Regions from separate parts of the Hordeum vulgare genome. Here region 1 is linked to region 2. A link is a contact called in public Hi-C data. All regions are on one chromosome and are shown on one strand. The core of a region is the stretch at or near the end of the contact, and the rest is flanking DNA. Distances in the headings are between cores, read along the strand shown. Region 1 holds the start of LOC123449153 (peptidyl-tRNA hydrolase ICT1, mitochondrial). Region 2 holds the start of LOC123449148 (nucleolar protein dao-5-like).

Region 1 (4,935 bases), core at 1,844-4,343, 690 kb before region 2:
CACCTAAAAGAATTAGCTATGGGCCTCCTCGAGGGCGTTGCGAGTTGCGAATTCCCAGCCGGTCCACACCCCATGGCGTGGCTACAGAAAACAAATATCAAAATAAATGTGCTCACAAATTAGAGAAGACAACTCCGGAAACTTATCTAACATTAACTTTGTTTCTCAAGTTACTACCAGATCCTTCACAGATATACATCATAAGTGCTAGATTGTATTAGGGACAAAATAAATAATTGCCTATGTGCATTCTTCTATAAAACGATTTGAGAACTGAGAACAAGATTAGCTACTTCAGAATTCCATATTGAAGCTTTATATATCATATATATTCTATGTCATGTATCTGTTCTATCCTTTTCATATCCCAATGCCCATTTACTCATAATAAAGAAACCGTCTAGCCTTCTTTTTCATACGACTCATGAGATTCTACAGCAATAAAAATAATTCCGTCAAGCACACATGAACCAGAGTTACCAGGCACCAATATTCTACCATTTGACAATAACTGTAAAGAAGAAGAGTGATTACCATACCACATTCTTTACTACATACAGGAATATTAATGTGCAAATATAAGTCAATGTTGCTCCCAGTGAAGCATTCATATCATCAAGTAAGAACGGTTGCATGTTTATCAACTTTTTTAATCCAATGAAACTGATGTTGTAACACATTGGCATGCTATGACAAAAAATGATGAGAAAATATTACATCTCCTCTTACTGCAAATCAACACCAAAAAATATATAGCACGATACATGCACTATATAAGAGATGCAAATCCTGATAATAAGTTCATGCATAAAGCAACCCGATTTGACCTCGTGTGTACAAGCGTTTTCTCTTCATTTTTTGTTTAATTTATTGCTTTATAATTTTTTTTAAAAATGAAACATGTATAGGAATTTTGTAATCATGTGTAAGGAAAATGGTAAGATATTTTGAAAATGTCATATATTTAATAACGTACCAGCCATTTAAACAATGTTTACAAAATGTACAAAAAATATTCGTCTAATTCAGGATAACTCGTAAATAAATGTTCATGGGTTTCAAAAAGTTTTTATGACATTTTCAAAAATATGCTACAACCACAACGGAAATAAAATGTTGCATACTTTAAAAATAAAATTCCTAACAATAAAATAATTTACGTGACATTTTAAAGAAATATTCTGACGATTCCAAAAATGTATGTGGTATTTAGAATATATAATGTGAAACCATATATTCCCATAGGAACAAATGTTTATTTCCACTAAAAATATATACAAAGTATAGTTTGAAAAAAATGTAACTTTGTATTCATAAAATGTATTTTTTAAAATATACATCATGTACTTAAAAAAATCCAAAGTGTATCATAAAAAAGTTCACATGTATTCTAAAAATATATTTTGTACTGCAAAAAATCGGACATGTGTGGACAAAAGGGGAAACCAAAAAAATCGGCAAAGAAAACGATGAAAAACATGGATAACAATGAAAAACGAAGCAAAATAATTATTTTTTGAAGAAACCAAGTATAACAAAAATAACGAGCCTACGAAGAGGGGCAATCGAAACCTCTCTAAATGTCTTTTATTTGCGGAAGACTGCTAGATGTCGCCCACAACTTTCTTTTGTTGAGAAAAGTATAGATTTCCCCTCAATTTCGGCTATTGGCATCAAATACCTTCTCAACTTTAAAACAAGTTTCTTAGGCCCCTAAATTGTGGCAAACCAGAAAAATCTCCACCCCCAATGGTTTTGGACATGATTTGTGGCGGCATTGCCTTTGACTGTGCTAACTGGTTTTGATGACGTGCCATCCCCAATTGAAGAACACCTGCCGTCGCTCTTGCCTCGCTTGTCATTCAAGAAGCTCCCCAGACGAGGGTCTTTAACTGGAGAAAGAATAAAACAAAAGAAAAACAAAGTTAGTATGCACAAGCAGTGTGATGTCCTAGTGGTTGGTGCACTGCTATGGGACAATTGAGGTCCAAAGTTTGAATTTGTCGCCATGCATGTTTCTTTTTGTAGTTTTAACACACACAAAAAAAGTCAGCCCCAGCGCGAAGGGGTGTATGCAAACCACCTGGCCACCCAACGGGCCTGGTATCTTATAACCTTTTACTTTTTTCTTCTTCTTTTTTCTTTTCAATTGTTTCCTTTTTCATTTCTACTTTTTCTTTTTCATGGTTCAATGAACTATTCTTCAAATTGATGAACTTTTTTTGAAAATTTGATGAACCTTTTTAAAATTTTGATGAAGTTTTTTTTGAATTGCATGAACTGTTTTTTCAATTTCAATGATCTTTTTTACAGATAATTTGTTTCAAAATTGATGAACGTTTTTTAAATTGAATGAACTTTTTTTCAAATGGATGAACTTTTCCAAATCGGTGAGCTTTTTAAATTCGATGATTTTTATTCAAAGTTGATGATTTTTTTGCAAATTCGATGATTCCTTTTTAAATTTTGTTTCAAAATTGATTAAGTTATTTCAAAATCGATGAACTTTTTTTGAAATAAGTTTTTTGAAATTCAACAAACTGTTTTCATTAAAAAACTTTTTCCAAAAAATATATATAATTACTCAAAATTCTCAGTGACATAGTAAATGACTGAGTAATATATAGCGCGGCTGCATTAGTTCTAAAATAACCCGAGTTGCAATATTTCTGTAGCGTTTTGACAGACTGACACTGTAGTAATCCCTCCATTTTAAAATTATTGTCTTAGGTTTGTTTAGATATTGATGTGTCTAAATACTAAAACTTGAGTAGACACATTCATATCTAGATAAATCTAAGATAAGAATTTTAGAACCAAGGGAGTAGTTAGCTAAGCAATTACAGGGATGTGCGGCGCGAGCCCTATTCCCCGTAGTGCGAATATTTTCGGTGGTTTTGTCGCGCTATAATTCTGTGTACTGCGTTGCGCGTTCATGGGCCGTCCTACTAGTGGCTGCACTGGGCGCGAGTACGCTTCCGCGGCGCTTAACGCGCCAAATATAGCCGGGGTGATTTTGTTTTTTTGTTGGAGAAACTACTCTGTGCTTGCTACCTCTAATATTTGCCCGTGAGCGAGCAGATCACCACCGAAGCCCTTTAAGCCCAAAGGAATTTCTACCTCTTCTTCTTCACCTTGCTGCCGTATGCCCACCGTGGCCATTCCGGTCGTCTCGTCGCTCGACACTCGGCTCCCTCCACAGAAAGGCTAATGGCGACCGCCATGCGGAGCACCCGCCTCCTACGGCTCGGCTTCCGTCACGTCCCTTCTCTCCTCTTCCGAGGACCCCTGTTCCCCTCCCCGAGCCCGGGCCTGGGCCTGGGCCTGAGCGTTGGCAGGGTCGGGTTGGTCCACCTCCGATGCTCGGCGGCCGAGGCCGGCGACGGCAGGGGTAAGAAGGTGTCAGCGCGACTAGCGCTGGCACAGCAGGTGATGCGCGACGCCGAGGAACGCGCAGCCTCAGCCGGCTCTGATCCCGCCCCCAAGATCACCATGGGTAACGCACTCCAACCGCCCTAATTGCCCCCATTGGTACATCAAATCCGAATTGATGGCCGCATGCTCTAGAAATAGAGTAGTAAGTAAAACTGTTTCAATCCTAGCAAAGTTCCGTATTAAGAATTAGAGTTTTTAATTTGTAGCTTATGACTAGAAACATAGAAGATGGGGATCACGAGGTACCGTATTTGCTAAAGGCTCGGGAGGATTACAATTCCTCTGCAGTAAAAATGTAATTTATGGAGCACGAAATGGGCACCTGATGTAGGTCCATAAGTCCATTCTACCTAGCCATCTAGCCCCCAGGGAGTTGGCCCTCCTGATTGCTCATTCAAGTATATGTGTATCTGCTACTCATGCATACATTTCATGCTAAGGACATCGTTCTGCTGGCATTTACATAGCGCCCTAGAATTTTTAAGCTGGCGGTGTGGTGAATGCGAGCTTTGAAGTTGATTTGGTTGCTCTGTTGCCAATCTGCTTTTATTAAGCAGAAACCGGTACTGTGGAAAGCAAGTTAATTAAGCTTGACAAGTAGCTAGGCTTGCTTGCCTTATAGCTTGAAGCAAAAAAGAAGAAATAAATATTAGGTACAGATGTGAGGCAATAGTGAACTTTTGGTTAGTAAACTGCTTTATCTAACCTGTAAGTTCATGTAAGATGTGATGGAGCATCTGGCCTGATTTTTGCAAGTTGCAAGTAAAATGCATATTCTTGTCACGACTTGTTTCAGGTATTTGACTATGTACTGGAATAAGGAAAATAGTTTGAAGAAGTCGCTAAACTGCGATCATATATATAGCATACATTACAACTATTTATGTCAGCGGTCAGTAGCGGAGCTACAACAAAAAACCAGGGCAGGCCAATCTAAGCTTCATTTTTTTCACTCGTACATAGGCATTGTTTTTGCTTATCAACTAGTCTATTACTCATGCATATGTTTTGGATTGAGCGGGCCATGGCACAGTTTAGCCCTCACATAACTGTGCCAGTGTCAACAGTATTAGATCTGTATTCTGTATCCCAGTGATATTTCTAAATGTTTGATTCCTGATGACTATGTATCGAATCGTTACGTGGGTTGCCAAGCTGTTCTGAAATAGCCCACTTTATGTGTGCAGATCATGTTACTGTTAGTTTTGCAAGAAGTGGGGGTGCAGGTGGTCAGAATGTTAATAAAGGTTTGCTGTCTGTACATTCTCCTTATTTATCACTGCATTGGTGTTTTTGCCTAGTATATCTGAATTGTTGATGGTTCGGCATTGTGAAACTAATGAGTGATTTGTTTTGTTAACCAATTCCAATTTAGCAGTAGCATGTTTTGTTTCATCACTTGTTATGTTCAAATCATTGTTGTTGGCCTATCGATGGGGTGTTTTATTTGAGGTATCACCTTGTCCTAGGATGGGTGAGCCCATCATGCAATGGCCCAGT
Region 2 (4,869 bases), core at 1,637-4,136:
ACGTCGGTCTCGGGGTGTCACAATGTGTGCCACTTGTCACAACCAAGCGTTTTCCTTTTTTCCGTAGATCCATTATTTCAAAACATTTTATCTTTTAAACCGTTTGTCCAAATCTCCAACCGTTTTCGCCGTTAGATTTCTCGCGTATAGATCTTCAAACTAAATTCCAGATGATGATTTTTTTCAAGAAAAATAAGATGAAAAAGCGTGCCTCTCGAGAAAGAAAAAAATGTTTTTTCGTTTTTGAGAGGCACATCTCGCAGAAGCAAATATGTGCCTCTCACAAAAGCGAAACCATGCATCTTGTGAAAGAAAAAAAACGTGTTTTTTCCATTTCTGAGGGGCATTGCCGTGTCTCTCGTGGAAATAAAATCATGCCTCTGACAAGAAAAAACAATATCAAAAATCACATTTTTCCCATTTCCGAGAGGCAGAGTCATTCCTCTCGTGGAAGCAAATTCATGCATCTCACGGAAGTAAAACCTATCGAAAAGAAAAAAAATGCATTTTTTCGTTTTTGATAGGCACGGTCGTGTCTCTTGCGGAAGCAAATTCGTGCCTCTCAAGATTTTTTTTTGTTTTTTCGTTTCCAAGAGATCGTGCCTCTTATGAAAGCAAATCCTTGTTTCTTGCAAAATAAAAGCATGCTTCTTGAAAAAGGAAAAAACATGCTTTTTCTCTATTTTTTAAAATAATTTTCAGTCCAAAGCTGATAAAGACAGTTGGAAAACTTAAACATAAAAAACCCGGTAAAACTATTTAAAAAGCTAAAACGCATGAAAAGAAAATAGAAAATCCAAAGAAAACGCTTTGAATGCAACATGTGACGACGGTTGAGAACACGTAAGTGACGACGCGTGAAACTGACCCTTGAGAGGCTACGAAGGAACGCTCATCAGATAGTTGATACCCGTCTCACTCGTAACACGAGGAATTGGCGCGGCCTACCACGAAATATTCTATCTAACGCGTTTCTGCTTCGCATGGAGGCAAACGACATAACGATCACGATGAGCTGACCCAATTACGAGATAGCGCACGAGCTACTCAGTCCGGTTCTGGGAACATCCTATAAGGTTCTTGAACTGCGTTTTCATTGCTTTTTTTCTTTGTTTTTTGTTTTTCGTTTTTCTGCTTCTTTTTCTTGCTTCGTTTTTTTGTTTCTTTATTTGATTTTTCAATTATCATTTTTTTTTTCCTTTTTGCTCTTAAGAGTTTCTATTTCTTTTCTAAAATTCTAAAAATATTAGAAATTACGAAAATATGCTTGTTATTGATTTTTGTTGACGAGTTCAATTTTTTTATTGTGTTCTAAAAAATGTTCCCATATTATATAAAAGTTTGGTCTTAAAGAAAAGCTATACATTTTTTTTCATGTTTTCAAATTATGTTGGGTTGTTTAATTTATTTTTTCTCATTTCAAAATTTCTTCACAAATTTTAAAAAATGTTCATATTTTCAAATTTCATTAGGAGTTTCAATAAATGTTTCCATCTAAAGAATTGTTTACAAATTCCAAAAAAAATAAGGTTTGAATTTTTGTTTGGGAGTTCCAAATTTTAAAAATTGTTCATGTTTTCAAGTTTTGTTCGGGGGTTTCAAAAAATGTTTCCATTTTTCAAAAATATTTCCATATCCCAATTTTTATGTGAATTTTAAAAATGTTCCGGTTTCAAAAAAAATATTCATGTATTAAATTTTTGGGAGATTTAAAAAATATTTCCATATTATAGAAAATGATCATTTTTCAGAAAAATCTACTCCTTCTATAAGCTAATATAAGAGCATCTAGATCGCTACTTTAGTTAAAGACCTTCTCATTTCTGAATTTGATCACCAATTTAAAAAAATGTACATGTTTTCAAGTTTTGTTGGGAGTTTCAGTAAATGTTTCAATTTAAAGAATTGTTCACATATTCCAAAAAATGCTCATATTTGAATTTTTGTTTGGGAGTTTCAAAATATCTTTCCATTTCACAATTTGTCACAAATTTTCTAAAAATGTTCATGTTTTCAAATTTTGTTGAGAGTTTCAATAAATATTTCCATTTAACGAATTGTTCGCAAATTCCTAAAAAGGTTCATGTTTGAATTTTTGTTCGGGAGTTTCAAAATATGTACGCAAGTCTTTAAAACTGTTCATGTTTTCAAGTTTTTTTGGGGAGTTTCAAAATAGGTTCCCATTTTTAGAAAAATGTTTACATATCCATTTTTTAGAATTTGAAAATTATTCTGATTTCAAAAAAACATTCACGTTTTCTATTTCTGGGAGAATTTTAGAAAAAATCCCGTTTGCATTTTTCGAATTGGTTGAGTTTTTCAAAATTTATTCAGCATTTTCTATAAATGTTTGCTATTTCATACAACCTTCACGTTTTTTTTCTCAAAATAACATTTTGCATACAAAATTTAAAAAGTGTTTGGATGTGTGCTAGGTTTTGTTCTCAATATTTTGCGCTGCGTTATAAACCGGGTAACTCTCTACCTCGATTGGCTAGCCGTACTTCTTCGAAGTGTGTGGTCTCAGGTTCAAACCCTGTTGAGCGGAGTCTTTTTTTGGACCGCCTACTCAGGCCTTGTTCGGTTAATCCCAGACAGGAGGGGATTGAAGAGGATTGGAAGAGATTAAGGTGAAATTTGACTTGTAGGAGATTTAATCCCTCCCAATCCCTTCCCAACCCCTTCAATTCTCCAAGAACCGAACAAGCTCTCAGGAGTCTGTGCGTGCGGTCGACATTCTGCCTCAAAAGAGCACGCGGGGATTTGCCTTTCCCCTTCGGCAGTCCAGGCCGTCGAAGCCCGCCTGGCCCAACTTGAATCATAGTGGCGGCCCGGAAGGAATCAGACTATTTCTCGCTAGCCCAGATTAATACGGCCTTTGGTCATCCGGGATTGAACCCCTTCCGCTCTTTCCTTCCTCCGGACCACGGAGGGCAAGCGCCGCCGCCTCTGCCTATTCCCCATCGGCCGATAGGCGCAAGCGCCCCAGCGCCGCCATCCGACCGCCGGCGCTGGTGAGGGCATCCTTCATCCCTCCGTCTAAATCCTCTGTCGTTATTCCTCCTTGTCCACCAGCTCGGCCCCTCGGGTCTCTCTCCCATTTCCCCCCCAAAACCGACCGCGAAAAGCCGAAACCCTCGCCTCACCACCACCGCAGCAATGGCCGGAGAAGACGCCGCCGCCGCGCTTTCCGCAGGAACCGCGACGCTGCACAATCCTCTCAAGAAGGAAGTGGATGACGAAGACGACGAGGACAACGTGCCGCTGGCCTTCTCTCGACCCAAGAAGAAAGCGAGCGCGGCGAGTGCCTCCAAGGTCAAGAAGGAGGAGGAGGACGACGATGACGACGTTCCGCTTGCGCGTTCTCGGGCCAAAAAGGCGAGCAATGGGGGTGCAAAGAAGGAGAAAAAGATGGAGTACGAGGAGGATTACGAGGAGGAGGAAGAAGAAGACGACGACGACGAGGACGAATATGAGTACACTCCGATTTCGAGTTCAAGGGCCAAGAAGGTTTGTTCCAATTGTTTTATTGATTGAATTGATTGATATTTTTGTATTTCTTATGAGCCTACTGTCAATCGCTGAGGATTCGTAAACGCGTAGGCCAATTCTTTTCTTAGATCTGGACATGTCTCCGTACAACGTTTTCAATTAGGCTAAAAACGGGAGGGTGGTCTGTTCAAGCTACGAACATTGATTCATAGCATATCCATTTTATTTTATTTTCTTATGGGAAAATTACCTTCAACTGGGAGATGTTTTAGATTTTATCTACTGGTTTCTTCCAGTCTTTCTTGCCTAGTATAAAGATAACATTGCTCTGTCTTTTAGGGAAATGAGAAGCAGAAAAGCACTAGCAATAGCAAGGTGAAGACTTCTAAAGTAAAGAAAGAAGAAACCGGTTCCGATGATGAATGCAAGGTTGCAATTATTCTTCTCTTGTTCCAGATTTATTTTCGTTGAATTCTATTGTTGAGGTTAGTAGGTGTGGATATTTCAGCCAAAATCACAGAAGAGAAGTGCAGCTGCGAGTAAGCCCAAGGTCTCCAAGACTAAGAAACCAAAAGATGAATATGATACAAAGGTATGCCATTTTCGTGATTTATGTTTGTTGTTTGTTTAGTTGCTAAATTATCATCTTGATTCGTTGAAGGAGGAAAAGAAAATAAAGAAGGAAGTTGGTATCAAGAAAGCTGAAAAGAAGGCTGCTGGGGTGAAGAAGGAGGGGGCTGCTGAGGTGAAGAAGGAGGGGGCTGCTGCGGTGAAGAAGGAGAGGAAGGTGTATGAATTGCCAGGGCAGAAACATGATCCTCCTCCTGAAGTATAACCATTATGACATCTCACTATCTGATATGTTCTGATTCCTTTCATGCGGAGCAATAATCCTTTTCCTTCTTGTTACAGAGGGATCCACTGAGGATATTTTATGAATCACTCTATGAGCAGGTGCCCGATAGTGAAATGGCTGCATTCTGGTGAGATACCACATCTATGAAACACGGTATCTTTTTTTGTACCTACCCAACTAGGTATAATGGTACCTTGTACAGGGTATTTAAACCAACTTGTTGCTTCAAGAATCACAGCAGCCCCCCCCCCCCCTGAATTTTAGCTGGATATGTATTTTTTATTTTTTGGAATAAGTTGGAGAATTCTCCACCTCATAATTTCATGAACTTAAGGAACCCTAACCTATCTCCAAAACTTAACTCCCAATAATTTCTGGGTATTGAGAGGTAACTGAGCCATCCCCTAAACTTGGCTCCCATTTTTCTGTCTAATTCACACCTCCTTTTGCATAAAAAGGTTACATTTCCGCTATATTTCCACATTATTACAAGAAAACGAAAATATCTTTTGCCCATTTTG

What was found. Hi-C and Micro-C count contacts between places; a contact is called where the count stands out from the background.
Region 1: a contact with region 2 is called in a Hi-C map of seedling, with 9 times the contacts expected there. The contact joins the promoter of LOC123449153 here to the promoter of LOC123449148 in region 2. A contact is called at or near these places in 3 of 6 Hi-C or Micro-C datasets (leaf and seedling) and 1 of 1 datasets of contacts at active chromatin or transcription factors (embryo).

Annotation. Positions count from the first base shown.
Region 1 is chr4H:500,816,757-500,821,691 of MorexV3_pseudomolecules_assembly, reverse strand. LOC123449153 (peptidyl-tRNA hydrolase ICT1, mitochondrial) reads left to right here and starts at 3,093. Exons shown (of 8, transcript XR_006631961.1): 1 at 3,093-3,496; 2 at 4,623-4,682.
Region 2 is chr4H:500,122,261-500,127,129 of MorexV3_pseudomolecules_assembly, reverse strand. It overlaps LOC123449148 (nucleolar protein dao-5-like), which reads left to right and starts at 2,886. Exons shown (of 7, transcript XM_045126252.1): 1 at 2,886-3,510; 2 at 3,832-3,921; 3 at 4,001-4,084; 4 at 4,154-4,321; 5 at 4,405-4,475. The coding sequence starts at 3,160.